3 separate regions of the Muntiacus reevesi genome follow, and regions 1 and 3 are each linked to region 2. A link is a contact called in public Hi-C data. All regions are on one chromosome and are shown on one strand. Each heading gives the region's core, a stretch centred on a gene start, on an enhancer-like site or on the middle of the called end of the contact. The rest is flanking DNA. Distances are from core to core; before and after follow the strand shown.

Region 1 (3,809 bases), core at 151-2,650, 320 kb after region 2:
GAGAGGATGGAACGGGTCCTGGCAGCATGACACACGGCCTTGTAACGTTCCTCGATGCACCTTGGGGTTGGGTTTGGGGGTGGCTGTGGCTGGGAGTTAGCTTCATGAAAGACCCAAACCACCCAAGGCTGTGACCTCCACTCCAGGGTTGAGGTCTGCCCTTCTTGGCAAGGCTAGGACTAAAGAGATCAGGGCTTATACTTACTGGTTCAGCAAACACTTCCTGTCCCCAAGCCCACTCAGTTCCTGTGGATCAGTAAAGGGAGAGCTGTGTTAGGTTCTGCAGTACCAGCCCTTTCACCACCACCTGCTCTCCCAGTTCCCCAGCTCTAACCGTGTCCACAGCCACAAAGTTAGCCGTCTTTATAGCCAGGAGGAGGGATGGCCACATCTCCTTGAAGTTGTCACTTTGCACATCCACCACGGGAACCTGGACTACTAGCTCCTCCCCAGATTTTGTGCTTTGGCTGACACCATCTGGAGATAAGAAGGGTGATGGACATTAACACTCAGGAAAGAGCCCAAGGGAACAGACACCAAGCTAGGCCATGGCTGGGGGTAGGGGCAGCTTTCCCGTCAAGCGTTATATTGCATATGCTTTATAAACAGGATTGGAGTGAACAATGCCCTGAATTTGGGGAGAGAAAGCTTGGGTCTTCCAGTGGCCGATGTAAAATTCTGGGAAAAATTTTCCCCTTAGCATCAAAACCTGTAAAAGAGGAAGGCTGAACTAGACAATCTGTTGAGGTTCCTTTTCCCCATATCCTGCAGGAAATATTTTGTAAGGCTTGAGGTCTTCAGGCCCTTTAAAATCCCACAACGCTCTGTAACCGTTCCCATGGTTCCTCATAGCCACAAGTGGCAGTAGCCAGTACGCGCCAGAGCCTAATAAATAACGCCCCAATCCGTCCTACTTCCTGTGGACCACAACTCCCAACCTCCCCCAATTAACAGAGCTATAAACCCCAGACTACATCTCCCGACATGCCCCCACGAGTCCTAACTATCCTGCCAACACTCCAGGCTTTTGGAGGCGGAACCGCGGTGCACACCGGGACATGTAGTCTCCTCGTGGCTGATTCAAAAGGAAGGCGCTAGTCCTCTGAAACTTGAGGCCTGCTTCTTAGAACTACGAGTCCGTGGGCCTCCGCTACCGCGGAGCGCACAGGCTTTGAAAACGGCCCCTGGGAAAGCCACTCACCGTCTGAGACCGCGGGAGCTGAGGCTGCGCCATCGTCACTGTCGGCGGCCATGACACCGCGGGTCCCTCGCCAGTATAGTCACTGGGCACGGGGGACTTCCGCTTCGTCTCCTCTCTCGGTTCCTGCAGTCGGGGATGGGGCGGGGTCTCACGCCAAGAATCGCCGAACGTTAGGACTTCCTTTAAGGTCGCCTGGGTCTGGCGCGGAGGAGGCAGCCTGGCGCGCGCTGGAAGCGTATTGGCCGGCGTGGTTCGGCTCGCCGCCAAAATTGGCCGGGGCCACGCCCCCTGGAGTTCGTCGGTGAGCTTGGCGCGGGAAATCACGCGGGAGGTAATTCCTTCTTCCCGTGCGACCCGGCGGGAACGCAGGCTTTCGCGTTACGCTGTCTTCATCGACTCTGCCCAGGGGTGGGGGTTGGGGGTTTTATGTCTGTAGAGGATGAGATGATACCTGAGCTAAGCTTAAAGCAAGCGTATAAGTTATGCAGACTAAAGAGTGTGGGGGAAAAAAGATTTGGGAAAAGGCAAGCTCCTAGGGAGGGTGGAGAGCTCATTGCATTCCAGCAAGTGAAAGGAGCGGGGAGCGGGCAGGAGATGAGGCTGAGGAGGGTGAAAGGGACACTTTTGAAACAATAGACGCGCGTGATGACGACTAGAATTAGGCTCCAGCAGTGACAGCGTGTAAGCAGTTAGGAGTTATAGTTACTCCTGAGAGGTTTTGGATTTGATTTTCTGCTACTGAGAGTTGCCCCTACCGTGGACCAGAACTTTCCCAAGAGCTCTAGTTTCCACCAAGGACTCTGAACCTTTTCTCTCTCTGATTATTTGCTGTTTCCAGTTCATCCTTTCTCTCTATTGAATCTTTTCATCATCATTCTGAATTGTTTGGATTTCTCCCATTCTGGAAAGAAGGGGTACTTTTTATGCAGTTTGCCTGGCACTGTGCTCTGCACAACAGTGTCAACAAAAGACACCCAAGTTTCTTTTCATGGAATTTTACAGTTAAGTGAGGAAAGCAGACACTGATCTGCTCACAAATAAACATGAAATTATGATTGGTATAAGAGCAACAATGGAGAAGTACAGAAGTGGGTAAGACTGGAGGGATCTGATTTGAACATTTAAGTCAAGACCTGAAGAGTGAATAAACCTTAGGTAAAACAGAAGAGCTGTCCAAGCAGAGGAAATGAACTAGGTGAGGCCTCAAGGTGGACAGACACTTTGGGAATTTGCAACTATTTCAGGCAAACATGGCTGGAGCACAGTGGGTGAGGGGATGAGGCAGGTTGAGCTGTTTGTATCCTACAAAGATACATTAAGAGGATTGGCTCCTGAGAGCAATGGGTGTGACAGCCAAAGTCCTCTGGTGGCCTACAAGGTACTTTGTAATCCTATTCCCCCCACCTTGTTTGAAATGGCAGCAAACTCCAGTATTCTTGCCTAGAGAAGCTCATGGATAGAAGAGCCTGGAGGGCTACAGTCACAAAGTCGGAAACGACTGAGTGACTTTCACTTTCCCTTTCTTTACCTCTTTGACCTCACCTGCTGCTCACCCCTTCCTTATTCAGTTTCTAACCACACTGACTTCCTCATTCTACAAACACACCAGGTACCCTGCTTAGGGCCTTTGCACTAGCTTCTCAGGATGCCTTTCCCACAGGTAGTCATCCATATGGGTAACTCCTTTAACTGCTTAAAGTCATTGGTCAAACATTGCTCTAACAAGGCCCACCTTGACCATGTTCTTTTAACATTGCAACATTCCACCACCCTCACTTACTTCTTATCCCCTTTACAAGTCTACTTTGACTGTTTATGCTAGTTTTTATCACCTAACATCCTATATAATTGGCTGATTTTGTACATTGTTTTTTGTCAATCCCATAAACTCTGTGAAGGCCCAAACCTTTGATATTTTATTTATTGAAGTATTCCAAGTACCTAAAACTGCTTGGCACATAGTAGGCACTCCATTAGTAATTATGGAAATCAGTGAGTTTGGCTAAGAAAGTTTTGCTAGGAAGCGTGTGTGTCTTATGGATGGAATTGGAAGAGGAGGAGAAAACATTCCTCCATATGATTGGATAAGGGAGAAGGAAAATGCAGATGGAGGGAAGTTTATGCATTGGTTCTTTTTTCTGAAGGCGGAAGCAAGTTCTTTTGATGAAAATGAGGTGTGAAGCCTAGCTAGAACATGGAAGCAGCCTAGATGTCCATCAACAGATAAATGGATAAAGAAGTTGTGGTATATATACACAATGGAATATTACTCAGCCATAAAAAGGAACACGTTTGAGTCAGTTCTAATGAGATGGATGAACCTAGAACCTATTATACAGAGTGAAGTGAGTCAGAAAGAGAAAGATAAATACTGTATTCTAACACATATATACAAAATCTAGAAAAATGGTACTGAAGAATTTATTTACAGAGCAACAGTGGAGAATCAGACATAGAGAATAGACTTATAGACATGGGGAGAGGGGAGGAGAGGGTGAGATGTATGGAAAGAGTAACATGGAAACTTATATTACCATATGTAAAATAGATAGCCAGCAGGAATTTGCTGTTTGGCTCAGGAAACTCAAACAGGGGCTCTGTATCAACC
Region 2 (3,569 bases), core at 1,024-3,523:
GTTTGAGACCTGTGGAGGAACTAAGATCCCACATGCAAAAGCAACTAGGCTCTCCAGCCACAAGGAGTCACATCTAAGATCTAACACAGATTAAAAAAAAAAAAAAACTTGGGAGAGCCCCCTTGCATCTCTCAGAAGATTCCTTTATTAATAAATCTATTTCTCGCCTATTGGGGAAAAAAAAACAGTGAACTAATTTCTTGATCACAGATATTAGGGCTGGGTCAAGAAATTCTGTATACCAGACTGTCAATGGCTCTCTCTCCATATATGGAAGCAAGTAGGGAGTTAAGTTATCCCGGGTCAGTTAGATAATATGGGCTTCCCTGGTGGCTCAGAGGGTAAAGAATCTGCCTGCAATGCAGGAGACCCAGGTTTGATTCCTAGGTCAGGAAGATCCCCTGGGGAAGGGAATGGCAACCCACTCCAGTATTCTTGCCTGGAGAATTCCATGTCTACAGTGCATAGGATTACAAAGAGTCGGACACAACTGAGTGACTGCACAAACACACACACACACTTCCTGACTCCCAAACACACATAACTTGCAGGACCGACCTACTCACGTTTGTTCAAAATCACCTTTTTACGGGATTTCAAAAATCTACATGCTCCCTCAACCTTCCGAACTCCCTAGGCTCTGTGACAAGTGCTTTCCAACTCAAGGGTATTAAAGCAAAAATGTGGTAGCCTAAAGCCCGGGATGACAACGGGTGAGGAGATTAAGGACAAAGACCCAAGAGTTAATCCACTCAATCTGGGTGAAAATGCTCAATACTTTCACTGCGCCAAACTGCAACTGCAACTCTTAGAGCCGACATCAGTAGAAACTGATGCAACTCTTAGAGCCGACATCAGTAGAAAAGGGATGAATTCTGGACGCAGAAATCCCCGGGAAATTTTGTTCAACAGTGCCCGCATCTTCAATTTACACCAAAGCCTTGGAGCCCCACCACTTTTCCCAACCTGCACCTGTGGCTACAGCCCTGCTACTCACTTGCCAGCGTCGCACACAGGTAGAAATCCGAACTGCAAGAAGAGCTCGGACTCTTGGAAAAAAGTCTTCCGGCCAGTGAGAATAAATAGTGCCACCCCCCCGCCCCCACTTCCTGAGAGCAAAAAAAGTGAGTCCGGGTGGAAACTTGACCAGCGCTAGCTAGTTCCCACCCTGGGTTTTCTGTAAAATCTTAGTTCTAGTAGAAACTGGCTTTTGAAGTCTGTAGGGTATATAAACGGTCCTTTCCTTTCTAGTCCAGGTTTCCCAGCCAAGAAAATCTGCCCCACAGAGTTCGGGAAGATAGAGTGCAGTTACTGAGTGATGGTGGTAAAGGAAGGTAGGAGATTTGGAGTCTAGGCCAAGTATGACTTGGCCAAATTGCTTGCCATCTCTGGATCTCGTTTTTTCTTTTTAAAAAATATTTGTTTATTTGGCTGCACCGGGGTCTTAGTTGCAGCATGTGGGATCTAGTTCCCCGACCAGGGATAGAACTGGAACCCCCCTGCACTGAGAGTGCGGAGTCTTAACCATTGGCTCACCAGCGAAGTCCCTGGAACTCATTTTTTACTTTGCATTTAAAGGGGTTTCTAGGATAGCCTGGGCATATCTCACAGCTCATTAAGGTACTGAACTAATACTACTTAAGGGGGGAAAGTTCCACTTCATTCTCTTTGCTGGTACCTGTAAATTTTGTTAAGAAATAAAGAAAACAAGGGGCAAGACTTATTTTCATGAAAACTGTGATAAGAGCCTTTAGGGTGACCCGTAAGTTAGATTATTCCTCCTGTCACTCTCTAACTTTTATTTGTGGGCTTTGTGACCTTGAGCAAGTCCCTTCCCTTCTCTGGGCCTCCATTTCACAGTCTATCAAAGGAAACACCATCAGGCAATTTTGTTTATCTGAAAACAAAAGGAGAGCTGCAGGAGTCCACGCTAGCCAGTTCCTCCATTCCTCCCGATTCTTGGTAGTCTAGCTTCCTGGTTGCCGGCTATCACTTGGTTTAGCCTGTCGTACAGAACAGGTTCACAGCGAATTCTTCGTAATAGTAACACTTTTCAGTTGCCATAAGCTTTCACTTTTATTTCCTTCTCGGCCATGACTGCGCCGCCCCTTCCCGTTATGCGATACCCAATGAGGCTTAGAGCCGAAGAATCAGCTACTCCGCCCTGGCACTGGAGCAGGCTCTGGCCAGAAAACCGCCCAATACTGGGACAGGGGCGTGACGCCAGCGGTCGGGCGGAACTACCACTCCCAGCGGGTAGTGCGTCGGGACCAGCCACTCAGGTCGCCAAAGCCCGGCCGTGTGGCCTGCTGGGGGCTGGAGTCTTAACGGCGCGCGCACGTGAAAGGAGGAAGGAAGGAGCCGAAGGTGGGAAAGGGTCGGAAAGCACACGCGCCTACAAAACCGGTTTGTTAGTACTTGTAAGGTAGTTTGGAGAAGTGCGCTTGCCGAGAGGTGGGGTGTGGGAAGGTGCAGAATGAAGGGGCGGGGAAAAATAGGTGCACATATACACCCCCCACCCACTCATTCACCGGCGCCCAGGCCCTAGTGCCTGGAGAGGAGATATGAAGGGGAGTACCAAACCCAGCTGGTCTCCGCCTCTGAGGCGGCGCTAGGAAAGACAGTGTTCAACTCTGTAGAGGGGCGGAGGCGCCGCCAGGAGCCGCAGCGGAGGGAGCTGGGGGCGGGGCGAGGAATAACCGCCGTCCTCTCGGCTAAACGTTGGCTGCTTGGGGCGCCGGCGGGGGTCACCCGAACTGGGCTCATGCGCATGCGCGTGCGCCCTTGTGGGCGGTGCGAACGGGTGGGCGTGTGTGAGGCGGGATCAGATTGGGGGAGGGCCAGGCTGGTCGTCGCTCCTCCCCCTCCACCCGGTCTGCCCCTCCTGGGCCGTGTGGGCCGGGCAGCCATTTTGGGAAGACCTTTGTTATGGTTGTGGGCTCTCCACCTCTGCCGGATCAGGAAGCTGGGGACGCACCCTCAGACGCCGCGACTGGTCCCTAACTGTAGCCCCTCCACTGCCCGGTGAGTGAGAGTTCCCGACAACGGGCAGTAGGGGATCGTGAGTGACCCGGCGCAGGGCTCCACCCGGTGCCTGACTGACCGGCTGTTGAAACAAGTTGAAGGCGGCTCTCACACAGGTGGTTGGGTGTAGGTCGGTCCGGGGACCGGGAGCAGAGCCCACGGGCCGTGTGGTTCGAACGGGGCACCTTCCCCCACGCGTGGAGCTTTGCACACGACCTTCGTCGAGACTGCCAGAGCGCTCCTACTTCAACTTTGCTCTTCGGGTCGGAACACTCACCTGCGGCTCTCTGGCTCCTCTCCAGGCGTTCCGGCTTGTTGGTGATTGAGTAGCTTGGTTTACGGGTTACTTTTTCTTTCTCTTTCTTAAATTAGAGCCAAGGGCTTTTGTTTTCCAGTGATGGAAAAATCTAAGGGGAAAAAACGTGTGAGTCAAATGTGGGGTATCTACGAGGAAAAGAAGAGCTTTAACCCCGCACCCCTGCCCCCAGTGTTCCGGTTCCCCTTGGTAGCGAGGTGTTTTTGTTGATTTAGATTGTCTGTCCAGC
Region 3 (3,587 bases), core at 925-3,424, 410 kb before region 2:
TGAGAAGTGGTTCATGCAAAAGCGATTACGGAAATCTGAAAGACATTATCTTTTCCACACTTCACCTTCATTTTGTTTGGGAATGCACAGGGACACCCCTGAACAAAAATAAACCAGCTTGCCCTGACTGATTGCTCTGCTTTTTGAGTTATCAAATGTGAGTACTTCTGGCTCCCAGATACCGTGAAGTAAAGAGTCTGCTGGGAAGCCAGCCACAAATTGGGAGTTGATCTTCCAGCATCTTCTATCTGATAAATGGTCCAGAACATTCAAATTAATGTGCCCTGTCCCAGGTAGATTTGCCTCCTGAATCACATTTGAATTTCAGAAATGTAAGAAAGTAAGTCTACTAAGAATCCTGATGTGTTTTTTCAGCACAGTCCGGTCCATTCCTTCTTTCTGACTCTTTTCAACCAGTGACTTTATACACAGTCCATACACATTTTGACTGTCTGCTCCCAGGAACTGTCTCAACTCACAGTCAGAGCAACTTTAAGGAAGGCAGAACCACTTGAGGAGGTTGAGGGTGAAACGTGGCAACTTTCCCACAGGCATGTCAATATAGCAGAGCCACTCACGGTAGTTTTTGCTAGGGCTTAAATCAGGTTGTCAACCCAAACACAATGCGCTTTGTTATTCCTGTGTAAAGAGGAAATGGAGCAGTTTTTGGCCTCCTGACTGTATTGCAGAGTATGAAGAACGGCAATTCCAGGCCCAACCTTCAAGAGATGCTACTGTACCCCCTATCCCCAGCAAGTTAATTAGCAGTTTCTGAAATGCGTAAAATATTCAGCATTTCATACTTTAAGAATGGGGGAGGGACTGGGTATACGTGGAAGAGGGTCTGTTAGGGGGGAACAGAATAGAGCCCTTTTGGCGAGAGATTCCACCTGTGATTTATTTCGAAACTCACACACGCGCTGTAATTGCAATGCTTTTTTTTTCCCCCCTGGCTCGAGCACTCGAGTTGAGGGGCCTGCTGTGGCGCTCCACTATTTATTTCAGGTGTGGCGAGTTCCCCCTGGGTTCAAAAGTCCTGATGTGGAAAGCACAGAGGAACTGCGAAATGCCTCCTTAAAAAGTGCCTCACTGCTCAAGGGAAGAAATCGAGGCAGAGCTCAGGTAGCGGCCGGGACTGCTGCACGGGGCCCACGGGCTTGTCCTCCCGCTGAGCAATAACGGTCCAGCAACTGGCTTTAGAGACCTTTGCTTTATCTGACAACTTATCATGGGGGGTGGGTGAGGTGGGGCGGGCTGTCCCGGCAAGGGGAAGAGGTCCGTGGGGGAAGAACTATGCCCGGGGACACCCTAAGGGCCAGAAGACCGCGCGTCCCGCCAAGTGACAGCACGCTCCCCTCTCGGTCCGCTCCCCTCCCCCGCGGCCAGTCTCCGGGCAGAGGTGTCTCGCGCCAGCCCGTCCTCCCCCTCTTCTACTCGTCCGAGCGGACCGAGCCTCAGCGGGAGCCCCGCCTGTCTCCGGGCAGCTTGAGCCCCCGAGCGCTCGCCCAGCCTGTCAGTAACCGCCGTTTGCGCTTTCTTTCTTTCTTTTTTTTTTTTCCTCCTCTTTTCTTTCCCCCTTCTGCCTTTGTCCCGCTTAGTAACTAGGCTCCGACCAATCGCCGCCACACCGGCCGGCGCCGGCTGGCTCCTGATTGGCCCACTTGGGGCGCGCAGTCGTCTCCCGCTCCTTGGCTGGAGCAAGGCAGACAAAAGACGCAGGCTCCGGGCTCCGGCAACCCGACTCAGCCAATCACCATCCACTTCACTCTCTCTTCCCCCTCCTCTCCTCCCTGCTCGCCTCTCCCTCCCGGCCCGGCTCGCGTGCTCCAGGCACTGACTCCTGGCGAGCAGCCAGCGCCCGGGCCCTACCATTCTGATTGAGGCTGAGGGGGGGAGAGAGGTTGGTGGGTTAAGGAGCCGAGGCCTAGGGTGCGATAGGGAAAATTGATAGCTGAGGCAGAGGACAGTTTTACTCACACCGTCTCAGGCAGCTGACAGAAACCCCAACACTTCGAGGCGGGATAGAGTGGAAGGGGCACTGGCGATGCTGGCCGTCCCCCCTGCTCGGCCTGGTTGGGTGGCGCCTCAGCGGGGGAGCTTGGGGGCGGGGGAGAGTGTCCCCCTCCGCGCCGTTAAAATGAAACTCTAGTGGCTGGAGTCAGGGCAGAGCGTGAGGGGATCAGGCGCTGGCGGGCTCGCTTACAGCCCGGCGGGAGCGTCCGGCCAGGCAGAGCTAACTGGACTCTGGAACAGGACCCCATCCCGAAGCTGCAGCAGCTTCGGTTCCGAGTCCGAACGGAACGAAGCCCGGGCCCCGGCCCCTGAGGGGATCTCTCCTCGCAGACCAGTGGGACCCCGAAACTTGAACGCAATACCCAACCCCCTTTTTATTCTTTCCTTTGTCACTTCCCCACCTTTCTTGCAACGCGTTCTTTTTTCCCCCCCTCTCCATTCTCCCTCTCGAAGGACACGAAAGTGGCTTCCGCGGAAAGATTTGAAGGCGATAGGAGCTTTTCTCTTTGCAGAACGACTGTGTAGAAGGGATTTTTGGAAAGCCGCTTTTTACACCTCTGCCCTCGCCCCCCCCACCCCCACCCTACCCCCGCCCCAAGCCTCTCTGTATCCCTTCGAGGAGAAAAGCCCGTAGATTGAACATTCCGGGGGCATTTTGTTTGATGCCGGAGGAGAGGGCAGAAGGACCCCGTCCTCATCCTAGTAGTTGGCTGGACTTGTACCGGCCGTTGGAAACCCCGAAGTACATTTTCCAGTGGGACTTTTACAGATATATATTTTTAGATTTTTAAATAGCAGATAAAGAATATATATGCTTTCTATATATTTTCTGACGACCTGCCCCTGACAGCGCGATGTACAATACGGTGTGGAGTATGGACCGCGATGACGCAGACTGGAGGGAGGTGATGATGCCCTATTCGACAGAACTGATATTTTATATTGAAATGGATCCTCCAGGTACTTGGGAGAAAAAAAGAATCTTGTGATGGGTCTGATCTGTGTTTAACAAGACCTTGCTGATGTTTTCCGGGCAGAAGTATTCTTGGGTGCTCTAGGTTCGGGATGAGGAGCTGATTTGCAGTTAGAGCTGCAGTAAAAACTGCTTCTGGTTTACACGTTTAAAGTTTGCAGTTAGGACCCCGATCCTATTGTCCTGTTCTCGAGAGTGCGGGTGGGGGCTGGGGTGGTGGGGGTGGGAGGAAGGACCCGTTTCTTTTACTTTGCCTTTGCTTGTCGTTCAGGTTTTCGTCGTACCCTCCACTCCACCCCCCCTTTCCCCCCCCTGTTTCAATTAAAGATTCTACCTGCAAAGGATGCTTTATATCCCAGTCTTAAAGTCAGTCTTTCCCTTTAGGGGAATTCTTTAAAGCTTGTCATTTAGTACGTTTGGTTCGCTGTGTTTTACCTTCGTTAACTTCTGAAACTGGGCTTGCCTATGTGATTATTCGTTTTAAAGACCCCCTTTTCTCTCGTGGAAACCGAATGCCGGTTAGTGATTTTCAGGGGCTGGGCTTTTTATTCAGTCATGGCCTTAGTCTGAGGTTTTTCTTTTCAGAATATAGTCGCTCAGA

What was found. A called contact is a pair of places that touch in the nucleus more often than the background predicts.
Region 1: a contact with region 2 is called in a Hi-C map of muscle, with 6 times the contacts expected there. The contact joins the promoter of TOE1 here to the promoter of GPBP1L1 in region 2. A contact is called at or near these places in 2 of 3 Hi-C or Micro-C datasets (blood and muscle).
Region 3: a Hi-C map of muscle shows a contact between it and region 2, with 3 times the contacts expected there. The contact joins the promoter of PIK3R3 here to the promoter of GPBP1L1 in region 2. A contact is called at or near these places in 2 of 3 Hi-C or Micro-C datasets (blood and muscle).

What each region holds. Positions count from the first base shown.
Region 1 is chr1:159,505,107-159,508,915 of mMunRee1.1, forward strand. It overlaps TOE1 (target of EGR1, exonuclease), which reads right to left and starts at 1,401. Exons shown (of 8, transcript XM_065914167.1): 1 at 1,202-1,401; 2 at 335-477; 3 at 206-246; 4 at 1-60. The coding sequence starts at 1,253. It overlaps MUTYH (mutY DNA glycosylase), which reads left to right and starts at 1,364. Exons shown (of 16, transcript XM_065914135.1): 1 at 1,364-1,502.
Region 2 is chr1:159,184,010-159,187,578 of mMunRee1.1, forward strand. It overlaps GPBP1L1 (GC-rich promoter binding protein 1 like 1), which reads left to right and starts at 2,274. Exons shown (of 12, transcript XM_065914056.1): 1 at 2,274-2,367. It overlaps TMEM69 (transmembrane protein 69), which reads right to left and starts at 1,090. Exons shown (of 3, transcript XM_065929354.1): 1 at 998-1,090.
Region 3 is chr1:158,771,832-158,775,418 of mMunRee1.1, forward strand. PIK3R3 (phosphoinositide-3-kinase regulatory subunit 3) reads left to right here and starts at 2,175. Exons shown (of 11, transcript XM_065913868.1): 1 at 2,175-2,973. The coding sequence starts at 2,868.